Regions from separate parts of the Sus scrofa genome. Here region 1 is linked to region 2. Evidence: chromatin contacts called from public Hi-C data. All regions are on one chromosome and are shown on one strand. The core of a region is the stretch at or near the end of the contact, and the rest is flanking DNA. Distances in the headings are between cores, read along the strand shown. Region 1 overlaps PTPRG (receptor-type tyrosine-protein phosphatase gamma). Region 2 holds the start of PTPRG (receptor-type tyrosine-protein phosphatase gamma).

Region 1 (5,548 bases), core at 668-3,167, 110 kb before region 2:
AAAGAGATTTAAACACTCTGCTTCCCATAGCCGGTCCCCAGAAAGTTTCTATTTCATGTCAAAGAGGTTAATGAGTGCGTGGGTCTCCTCAAAGTCTAGCTTTGGAGTTTGACCATATGGGAAGCCGAGATAAGCAAGTAAAAGATGTGACGCTGATCAACATGGGGCAGATAATACCTCTTTGAACACAGATTACAGGTCTGCCATGCTCTGTAACACAATTTAAACAAATATTAAAAAAAGCACTCCTCCCAGGAAAAATGGCCTTAAGAATAACTTAGGTATGTCTGAAAGCCATAGTGACATTTTGAGATCCCTGGGAACAAGTTAATTCTCTGGCATCCTTAGATGACACCTTGCTGGCCTGAAAGATTTTCAAAAAGCGCCTGGTTTCAGGATAAGTCAACCCACTCCTGGGTCTTGCCAAGTTCTAGAACGTTAGCCAAGAACCTACAGATTGAGCCCCGGTGCAATTCAATCCCTTCAAATTCAACTCAAAAAAAGCTAACATTTCTGCATACCAGCCCCAGTGTGGAGTTTTTTAAACACTTTCCCAAGAGGCTATCTATGAGGCAGGTATCTCCATTACAGAGACAAGGAGACTGCTATGTTCTAACTGTGTGTGTCCCCCAAAATAATTATGTCAAAATCCTAACCCCCAAATGATGGTATTAGGAGGGAGAACTACTGGGAGATGATTTGGTCAGGAGGGCAGAACCCTCATGATCAAAATGAGCACCCTTAAAAAAACAGACCCCAGGGAGTTTCTGTCGTGGCTCAGTGGTTAATGAATCCGACTAGGAACCATGAGGTTTCAGATTCGATCCCTGGCCTTGCTCAGTGGGTTAAGGATCCGGCGTTGCTGTGAGCTGTGGTGTAGGTCGAAGATGCGGCTCAGATCCTGCATTGCTGTGGCTGTGGTGTAGGCCAGCGGCTACAGCTCCAATTAGACCCTTAGCCTGGGAACCTCCATATACCACGGGAGTGGCCCTCGAAAAGGCAAAAAGACAAAAAAATTAAAAAAAGATAGACCTCAGAGAGCTAGCTTATCCCTCCTGTGATATGAGAACACAATGAGAAGGCACTATCTATGAACCCAAAGTGCCCTCACCAGACACTAACTGCTGGCATCTTGACCTTGGATTCTCTAGCCTCCAGACCTGTGAGAAATCAACTTGTCTTTAAGCCACCTGGTTTACGGTATTTTTGTTACACAGCCAAAAGAGACTAAAATAAAAACTAACGCTGAGAGGGGTTGAATAAAGTTGTCCAAGGTCAAACAGCCAGTGAGCCAGGATTTGGATAGGATTCTAGGTTGGATGGACTCCAGCACTGACACTTTCAAGCACTTTCTCAAGAAGCCCCTTCCCCGACAGGAGCAGCCCACTTCCCTGCACTTGTTCTCTATGTTCCATACACTTTCTGGTTCATGGGACCTCCCAAGCCCACCTGCCACTTCCTCCCAGCTCAACCAGGTATCTGTGATGCCACGGTCTCTTCTCAATCTGTGCCCATCTGTCTCAAGGACAATTGATTTTTGCAGCAACGGAGGGCACATACCTCAAAAAGTAATCTGTGGCCTCTAGAATGTTGAGATAAACCTGTGTGATGTGGTTCCAAGCAGGAAATTTCTTATTTCCAAGAGGAAATAGGCAGAAACACTCATTCATTCAAAAATATACTATAGGCACTGGAGCCCCCTAGTAAACTTTTAAAGATACTGACTATGAAATAAACATAGAACTGTAACTAACTGTGGGGATAGGTCTGTGATAGGCAGTAAGCAGGGGCGAGAAGGGCAGGAGTGGATGTCGCTGCAAAGACTGACAGCCATGGGCAGGAGGCAGGGGTGACTGTGCTGTGGTCACTCTAAAGTTGCACAGTATTCCTTCCAGCCTATCAATTCCAAGACCAGTGTCCAAGCGAGCCACACTGTTTGGAATTTTTCCATCTGACATGATTCTGGGTCTCAGTGAGCAACTCACAACATCACAAGATCTAAATGAAAAAAACATCCATCAATCCCACAGGAAATGCGGCCCTGAGAATTCTATGGCCAAAACAAACACTGCTACTCGGAGTTTCTGTTTTGATCTACACAAGATCAGTCCATGCTCAATCAAAAATTTAAGGAGCCAAGCTAGAGAGCGGCTAGGATCCTTCGCTCGTGAGGACCTAGGAAGAGGTGTCAATAATAAAAATGCAATGCACAGTGTTATTTCTACCAAGGGACAGAATTATAATTATAAAGCACTTCTATATTAAGTAAAGTTCAGCCTAATAAAGGAGCCTAAAAAACTAGGCCACCATTGATTTAATATATCCTAAATAAGTATTCTGTGAATTAGGTGTGAGCAAAAAGTGTATGCTGTGACACCCAGTCATTTCAGATAAAGAAGAACTTGTGTGGCGGAGTGAATCCTCCCAGTAAATGAAGTCTCCTGTAACATAACTTTAGCCCCAAATAATATCATCTCTTCAAAATACTGGAGAGTCACATTTGTCGTGCTTTTACTCAAAGGTCTCATTAAACTTCAGGAAGTGTCTACAATGTTCAGCAGAGGGTAATGCACACAAAGGAACCTTTTAAAGAAAGTGATAAAACCATAAAACCAATTAAAGCTTTACACATTTCCTTTAATACTTTTTGTAAAATTTGCATAATTTCTGATTTGACAAAAGAAACTCATTTCTTGTCTCCTCCTCCCCTCAACCTGGAGCTACGGTGTTAGAAGGACCCACCTCACAGGTTGCCATTTGCCTTCTACCAAAAAAAAAACAAAAAAAAACAAAAAACGGGCGGTCACTTTCTATTTGGAAGCTGTTGCAGAAAAGCAGGAAGAATGGAAACTTGTAGAGGGCTATTTTCAAATTTTGCGAGAATTAACAACCCAATTTTTAGGGTAATTCTGTCCACACAATTTCCATTTCTGCAGCGCTGTAATTGCATACTCTTGGACAACTGTCCCTCAATCTGCCTTGCCAAGCTCTCTCTCATTTTTCAAGCATTTAGCGTTAACTGTTCCTTTCCCCTTTCCCAGAAAGAACTGCTGGGAAAGCCTTGAAAAAGAGACACATCCTACATACACTTTGATATCCACCAGAAAGCTAAGAATGACACCAACTACCTGGACTCTCAGTATTTGAGAGGAAGGTCAGCTAAATCTTGAAAGGTTAAAGAATTCTTCTTCTTCTTATTTGCCCATCTTTCTGGACCACACGTGTGGATAAGAATGGTCTTCTTCTTATGCAGGGTGGACTGACCACATGGCTTCTATTGAAACCACTCATTCCACCATGTTAGGCAGACAACAGTTATAGACAGTAAGTCAACAAACAGCATGGCTGTGTTCCACTAAAACTTTATTAACAAAAACAGGCCGTGGGCCAGATGTTTCCCATTGACTGTGACTTGCCAACCCTTGTTCTTAAGGATCGAATCTTAGAATCCACAGAAATGAAGTTAAAGACACAGGCTGCCACTTAATAGCAAAAGAATTCTGGGCAAATTACTTAACTTTTCTCTGCTTCAGTTTCCTTTTCTACAAAATGCAGAAAGAAAGGCAGACAAGACAGAACCTACTTCTTTTATTCTGAGAAACAATTACTACAGGAACAGTAACTGGCACATATTAAGTACTGTAAAGTCCACTATAAGCATTTGGGGGTGGCCGCACCTGCAGCATATGGGAGTTCCCAGGCTAGGGGTACAATTGGAGCTGCAGCTGCCTGTCTATACCACAGCCACAGCAACGCCAGATCCAAGCCATGTCTGTGACCTACACCACAGCAGGGCAACACCGGATCCTTAACACACTGAGCATGGCCAGGAATCAAACCTGAGTCCTCATGGATACAGACGGGTTTGTTATTGCTGAGCCACAATGGGAACTACCATTAGCATAATTTCTAAAGTGACTAATATTATCCCAAAACCAGTACTAAATACATACATTTTTATTTCTACTACACATTATGTTAAAGATGTCAGACATTCCAGGAAGGTTAGAAATACTCTCTTCATCCTATGTTGATGCCTTAGAAACAAATTTTTAAAGAGATTTACAGAGGTTAAAATGTCAAATCAAACACAACCTATGCAATCCAAGTTTAGCTTACTGGGGATTTAACTTTTGAGCTTATTTGTAAGCTTTTTGTGGCTCTCTTAGGATTTGAGTTTTTCTGTCATGATCTGGAGGGTCACAGGAGACCATTTCTGTTATTATTTTCAAAGTCCATCCTAAAGTAATTAATGTTGGTTTAAGGCACCAGGAAGTAACAGAAGGCTGGATTTAAGTTTTAAAACCACTTTTTAAATCATCAATTCAATGAATGAATATACATTACCATAATAAAATGTCTTTTCTAAATACAGGAGGTAAGAGTAAATGGAAGGTACTCATTCATTCGAAGTACTGTTCTTTCTACACCCTTTTTTTTTCTTTTCTTTCAGGGCTGCATCCACGGCATATGGGAGTTCCCAGGCTAGGGGTCAAATAATCTGAGCTGCAGCTGCTGGCCTATACCACAGACATAGCAATATCAGATCCAAATCGCAGCAACACTGGATCCTTAACCCACTGAGCAAGGCCAGGGATCAAACCACGTCCTCATGGATACTAGTCAGGTTCATTATCGCTGGGCCACAATAGGAACTCCTGTTCTACACCATTTTTGACCAAAGGAACAAATATGACATTGGGCTTTCCAAAGTACCTTTCCATCAGTGGTCAGATGCAAATTTGTCTGGAAACATCTTTGGTATCACAAGTGAGGAGGAAGGGGTTTCCAACTGGCATCTAGTGGAAAGAGGTGAGCTATGCTGCTAAACACCCTACTTTGCACAGGATGGTCCCCCACAACAAAAAATTATCCAGCCCAAATAGCAATTGTGATGAGGCTGAGAAATCCTGCTTTAGTCTTAGAGTAAAGGAGTAAAACCACCTGACAGGCACATCGTGTTTATCATTTCATTTCATTTTCATAATACTCTGCAAAGCTGGTTTTCCTTTGGTCCAATGGCAGTTGACAGAAAAGATGGCACAGAGAGGTTGAGCTGTCTGCTCCAAGCCTCATGGCCTCAAAGTCACTAACAGCAGAGAACTGAACACAAGCTTGTCAGGCTTACCACACACCCTTCCCAGAAGTGGAAATTATTTGGCAAATGAAGGCTGGTAGGTTTAACTTAAGGGAAACACGATATCCAAAGTCTCTGAGCTGCTATCAAAAGAGAGTCTCCATCTCTGTCAGGTCCACAAGTAATTCAGACAGATAGGAGGAAGGGAGAAATCTCATCACCTTTGTATCAGTAAGGAGCCTTCCACAGCTCAGCAGCAATACCCTTGATCTTGACCTGCCGGCATAAGAGGAACAGGGATTTTTATCAAGCACCTGGGAGTTTATTACACTCTGCAGCTTTCTCCTTTATAGGATTTTCTGCCCAAACACAATAGCCACTGGGATTCTGGAAGAGGTTAACATCATTCTTTATTTACCAAGTAAGATACACAGCCACCTGTCTCTGGTTCCCAGTGTAATTAGCCACTTC
Region 2 (5,414 bases), core at 2,572-5,071:
AGCTGTGGTGGCTGGGTAAGGGGTTCATAGGGGCCCATTATATCTTTTCACTGCATAAATTTTTCCACAAGGGTATTTTTCTAGATGTCAGAGAAGAATATACTATGCACTATATCATGTCGATAACACTTCTGCTCTGGAAAGTGGAAACATCGCTTGAAACACTAATGGCGACTCAGGCCTCACACCTGCCATACTGTTGTTGAGAGCCTAAAAGTCACTGTTTCCCTCCAGCGGAAAGACCCATGCCAGAGTAATGTTTCCAAAACCCTCTCAAATTACTGCTACCCTGTGTCCTGAACAGGAATTAAGAGCAAATGTATAAGAAAAGTTGGAGTGATTCTGAGAAAACAAAGAAAATAACAAGGGATGTTGGTTAAAGTGTCACAAGGAGGACCCTAATCCCACACCATAAACCTTTTTATCCCCCTGTCAGCCAGATATATGCTTCCCAGGTTAGGGCGGGCAAGAAGGGGCTGGCAAGAAGGGGGGTCCCAAAGCGAACTCCAGTCCCCACGGGTTTAGAGCCGCCCAGGAGCAGCAGGGTGGAGATGAGGCCGCCTCCTCGCTCCCAGTCGTAACTGCATGCCCCAGCGGAGCACTCCAGCCCAACCGCACCTAGGTGGCCAAGCTGGACGGGTGGAGGTGGCGGGAGTCTGACTAGTAGCTCGGGGGCGCCCCCTGAGGTCCAGCGGCGTCACAGCACCTTCGGAAAACGGAAAACTGGCATCTCTGGCTCTGGCATTTTTAACTTTGCCTGGTTGCAAAGGCTGCTGCTGCACCTCTCCGGCTGCACTTTTCCTAACCACAACCCTCCTTCCCTGCGCCTCGCACCTCTGCCCCTTAGCTTTCCGACATCCTTCGGCTCCCGGACCATTGTGTGGGCTATTTATTTACCTCGCAGCGTTGGCGCGCATAGTAAATGTGGAAGATGAAAACTGTCCCAGCCCCACACAGGCGGCATCACTGGCAGTCCCATTTTGGATTTCAGGTTTCCTCAGACATCAGTAAAAAGAAAATCCCAGCTGGCCCACTGACTCCACACCCGAACATAAGGAGAAGGCCAGAAGTGGACATTAGAAATTCCTCATACTTCTCAAGGTTGTGCTCCTGCTGCTTCCCACTGCCCCCATTAAAGCGTGACCCTTACAAAGCTCGACGCCAGTAAGCACCTGAGCCCACTCAGCCGGCAAGTCTATTGCAAAGAAGAAAGTCTAGAGGGGGAAGATGATTAACATAAATGCTGAGCGGGGGTTGGGGGATGAAGGGGCACATTTTTAAGAGTAAGTGTCCACATCTCCTCCAGCCCCTGGTGGAGGCAGAATCCTGGTGGGCAACTCCGGGCCTCAGGCTAAGTGTGGACACACGTCCTCGTTCGGCATCTAAGCTGGGATTCTGGGCTGTGGCAGGAGTTCCGTGCGGTTCTGGGGGCAAGAGGATGCGCAGAGGGAAAAGGGGGTTACCGAAGAAAAGGGGCAGGGCTTTGGCTCTCTGTCCTTCGAGGGCACCCCCGTACCTGCAAAGGGGACACTCGCTGCCAGTCCCCGAGGGCAGCAAGAGCGCCCGCGCCCTGCTCTAGTGCTCATGACGGAGCTGGGGGACCCGCTGCACCAAAACCGTGCGCTCGGACCGCCAGGGGACAGGCGGCTGTGACCATCGGGGGGCATATTCCTTTTTTTTTCTGGATAACCCTCACCTCCGAGTATCTAGGAGCTGGTAGATGAGAAAGCAGAAAATAGGGGGGCGGGGGCCTCTTGTCCTTAGGAGAGTGAAAGATGGAAAACGAAATCGCCCCATTTTCCCCATCCCTTTTCCAATTAGGGCAGAGGGCTTGGCCTCCACTTCCCAGGAAGGGGCCGGACAGATTCAAGGGAGCTCGAGGCTGCAGCCAGGAGGGAGAAGGGGGCTGCAAGAGGGAAAATGTAGGCAGCTGGCCTCTGCCCTCCCGGAACAGAAAGAGAAAGGGGGTCGACCAGTGGAGGGCTGGAAGTCGAGGGTCGCAGAGCCGCACACTGCTACGTGCGGTGATTTATTATCTTCATCACTGATCAATACTGTTCCTGTCTTTACCCGAACAGAAAGGTGCGGGTCTGGGCTGCCAGCCGCGAACAGCCTGCAAAAGGGCAAAGATGAAGGTAGGTAGGGCGGGAGACGGAAAAAATCCGCCCCGGCGCGAATAGCAACCCAGTCGCCGACCCGCCCCCCACCACCCACACCCCCACCGAAGCTGTCCTGCCGACCAGAGTTGCGGGATAGAGGAGCCTCGGGCCCGGGCTAAGGGAGCCACGGATCTCCCTAAACCGTCTGCTCCCTGCCCTCCCACAACGGCCAGGGGCCCGGGCCCAAGAAAGCCCCTTTGCCGGAACCAAAGCGCAACCCGAGCCCCAGCCCCCGAGCCAGGGTCGCCCCTGACCCCTGGGACCGGAACGCAGGCTGTTCCCAACATCCCCGATTCTTCACGGCCAGCCTTCAGCTTCCACCGTCTGGGCACCAGCCTCCCCAAAGGGTCGGGGAGCAGCAAATCACGCCCCCCCATAAGCTCCTTCAAACCCCGTCTGAGCAAGGGGCGCACCCTGCGCCCCCCAAACCCACAAAGGCATCCTCCCCATTGCCCCGGTCTCAAAAACCCCAGAGCTCTAGCTCCCCCGAACAGCGGCGAATCAGCAGAATGAGTCTTCTTTTCTCCCGACTCCGGCCCCCTTAGGCCCCCCAAACCCGAGAGAAACACAGACTTCTGCGGCCCCCGGCCCCCTTCCCGGCCAGCCCCTACTTCCATCCTCCCCAACCGCCAGCCTCCCTAAATGCTGCCAGAGCCAGCGGAGCGTATCCCTCTCCCCTTCATGGGCGCCCGACCCCCCTCCACTCTCTCCGGGGTCCCGGGGACGGGTGCCTGAGCTCCGTGCCCCGGGAATAACTCCATATCCCCCGCGCGCGCCGGCCAGGGCCGCGTCCCTCGGCGGCCGGCACTCACCGGGGAAGCACACGACATAATGGAGCACGGAACTGGTGATTTTCAGGAACAAAATCCACCAACACGGTTCCAGTAACCTCCGCATGTCCGAAAACGCACATCGAAAAGAGGAAGGCAGGGGGGTGGTAAACTTGTTGAATAAGTTCTTGCCTCCGTGTGAGCCTCCAAGCCTGGGCTCTTCCCCTGCTCGCCCGCTCAACGGGCCCCCCGCTCTCGGCGGCCCAAGTCCCCCTGGAATCCGGGAAACCGCTGAGCGCCCCCCGGAAAAATCTCAAAAAGTGACCGGGAACGTGGAGCCACGCTGGGGACGATCCTCGGCGGAGAAGGGCTGTTTTCTGTTCAAATAGGAGCGAGCAGGGCGAGGAGTCGGCGCGCGGCGGCGATGCCCGGGGCCCGGGGCAGGCAGGGACTGAAGGCGGCGGCGGCGGCTAGCAGCCGAGGATCCCCAACTTGAATCGGCAGCGCAGCCCTAAAGCCGGCGGGCGGCGGCGGGGCTGAGCGCGGCACAGCGTCTCCGGGCTTCAGGCAGGCAGCTCCTTCCAGGGCCCCGGGAAGGAAGGAGGCATGTTTGCGAGCAGGGAAGGGGAGGGTAGTGGCAGGAGGAGCGAAGAGCCCCCCCAAAATAGAAACGGCTAGAGGAAACCAAGGAAAACACAAAGGATCTCAGAGGGGCGCTGGGGCGAGGGCGCCTTCAGTCCATGCTCCTGAAAGTTGTGGCTCCGGCGCGAGCTGGGGAGGATCGGGGAGCGCGGGGCTGGAAACTAGCCATGCCTCCATACAGGAAGTAACATGTGAGCATGGATCCTGGCAGAGACTTTAAAGCCGGCGAGCGAGCAGGGGGCGCGCGGCGGCGGTGGCGGCGGCGCGCGATCAAGGACGCGCGGAGACTGCGGGGACGCGCAGCGGGGCTGCCGGCAGCGGGCGCGCGCGCACCGCGCTCTTAAAGCAGCCACGCTCGGCTCCCGCCTCTGTGGGGTCCCACAGCCCACTTCTCTCCCCTCGCCAGGCCGGAGTGCTGTGGACTCGGCGGGGGCAGTTTGGGTGCCGAGGGCTGCTCTGGCTGGGTCTCGGAAAGCGGGAGAAGGGCAGCTGCTTCTAGGGGTCAGCGAGTCTTTGCCAGATTCCCGTTCAGCTAGCTCTTAAAGACGCCGCAGTTTGAGCGGCTTTGGCAGCTGTCCCCTGGACCCCGTCAGCGTTTTTCGCGGACGGGAGACTTGTAGGGGCCCAGGCTCGGGTTTGAAGAGAGGAGGGGGGCCGACGGCTGCCTTCATAGCGTGATGGGGTTTCGTGTTGGGTTTCCGCGCCTTGGTAGCGCCGCGGCGGGGCGCGCCCTGCTCACTCCTTGCTTGCGCCCCCCAGCCTGGCGAATTCCCCCGCTTTGGAAACAAAGCCGAATGGCCTTTGCACTCGGACTGAGCTTTGAGATTTAATTTTTTTCTTCATTTCTCTCTCTCTCTTTTCCTTTTCTTTTCCGCCTTCCATTGGCCATGTTCCCGACTGGGGAGAGGTGGGGGTGGGGAGGCATATCGATCCTAGGCTTTTGAAATCCTGTCCTTCCGAGTCCCACACCCCTTTTCCCGGCGCCACGATGGTTCGGTGGCAGAGTTTTCCCAACTCGCGGCTTCACAGGAGGAGGGAAGGTTCCCTTACTCCGGCCTGGTGGTGGAGAGGGTGCAGGAAGTGCGCCTCTTACCCCTGACTGGGTGAAAGCTGCGCCCCTGGGCAGGACCGATTTCCTGGCAGCTACTCGGGGAGCCGCAACCTCTTTAGCAATCGCGGAGAGGCGTGTGAGGGAAATGGGAGGACTGGGCTTATCTGTTAGAGTTTTGTCCCTTGGCTCTCGGTGAGAGAGATCTTTATCGCTAAGACTTCTAAGCGCCCTATTTTCCCCTCTTATGGCGGTGCTAAAAGTGGGGGAGGTGGGCTTTTGATTAAATGGGTAATTCAGCCAAAGTAATTAGCCATTTGTAATTTTTGCCTAATTTTTCTGCCTCAGTTTAAAAGCCATCTTGACTTGTTTTTATCATGCCCCTGCTGTTTCATCCCACCACGCAGGGTCCTCCACCCACCCAAACATCCCAACCGGATGCTAGGTTTTCAAATAATATACACATGTTCGAAATCCTCCCACAAGATGTGATTAGGGAAGTAGTTTTACACCCACACTTCCAAAAGAAAAACCTTTGAAAAGTTAAATTTGGGATTAGGGACTAATAAAAGCCAGGAAGTTCCTGGGGAGCCCTCCCCCTCCCATCTTTAGCAGAACGGAGTGAACACCCTGCCCCAGGGTGGGGAATGAGTTGAGTTTGTTTGTTTTGGAGTTTGGTCCTTCCTGGTTTTGTTGGAATCTTGATTCCCCCATAAATGCTTGAGAGGGTCAGTTTTCTTGGAAGTGTTGTATTTAAGGGATGTCCATAGGTCAGTGGAAACTTTTGAGAGGTTC

The links. Hi-C and Micro-C count contacts between places; a contact is called where the count stands out from the background.
Region 1: a contact with region 2 is called in a Hi-C map of skeletal muscle, with 2.3 times the contacts expected there. The contact joins the enhancer-like site here to the promoter of PTPRG in region 2. A contact is called at or near these places in 4 of 47 Hi-C or Micro-C datasets (heart right ventricle, psoas muscle and skeletal muscle) and 1 of 2 datasets of contacts at active chromatin or transcription factors (skeletal muscle).

The regions. Positions count from the first base shown.
Region 1 is chr13:43,239,025-43,244,572 of Sscrofa11.1, reverse strand. The region is part of intron 2 of PTPRG (receptor-type tyrosine-protein phosphatase gamma); the gene reads right to left. Among named protein-coding and RNA genes, the nearest start is that of PTPRG, 110 kb to the right of the region's middle. Within about 2 kb of position 1,917, at least 2 of the 83 cell types and tissues checked have an H3K27ac peak or open chromatin away from gene starts, as enhancers often do. A contact at or near this core is called in skeletal muscle, where this site is marked.
Region 2 is chr13:43,131,193-43,136,606 of Sscrofa11.1, reverse strand. PTPRG (receptor-type tyrosine-protein phosphatase gamma) reads right to left here and starts at 3,821. Exons shown (of 31, transcript XM_021070772.1): 1 at 2,972-3,821; 2 at 2,071-2,113. The coding sequence starts at 2,989.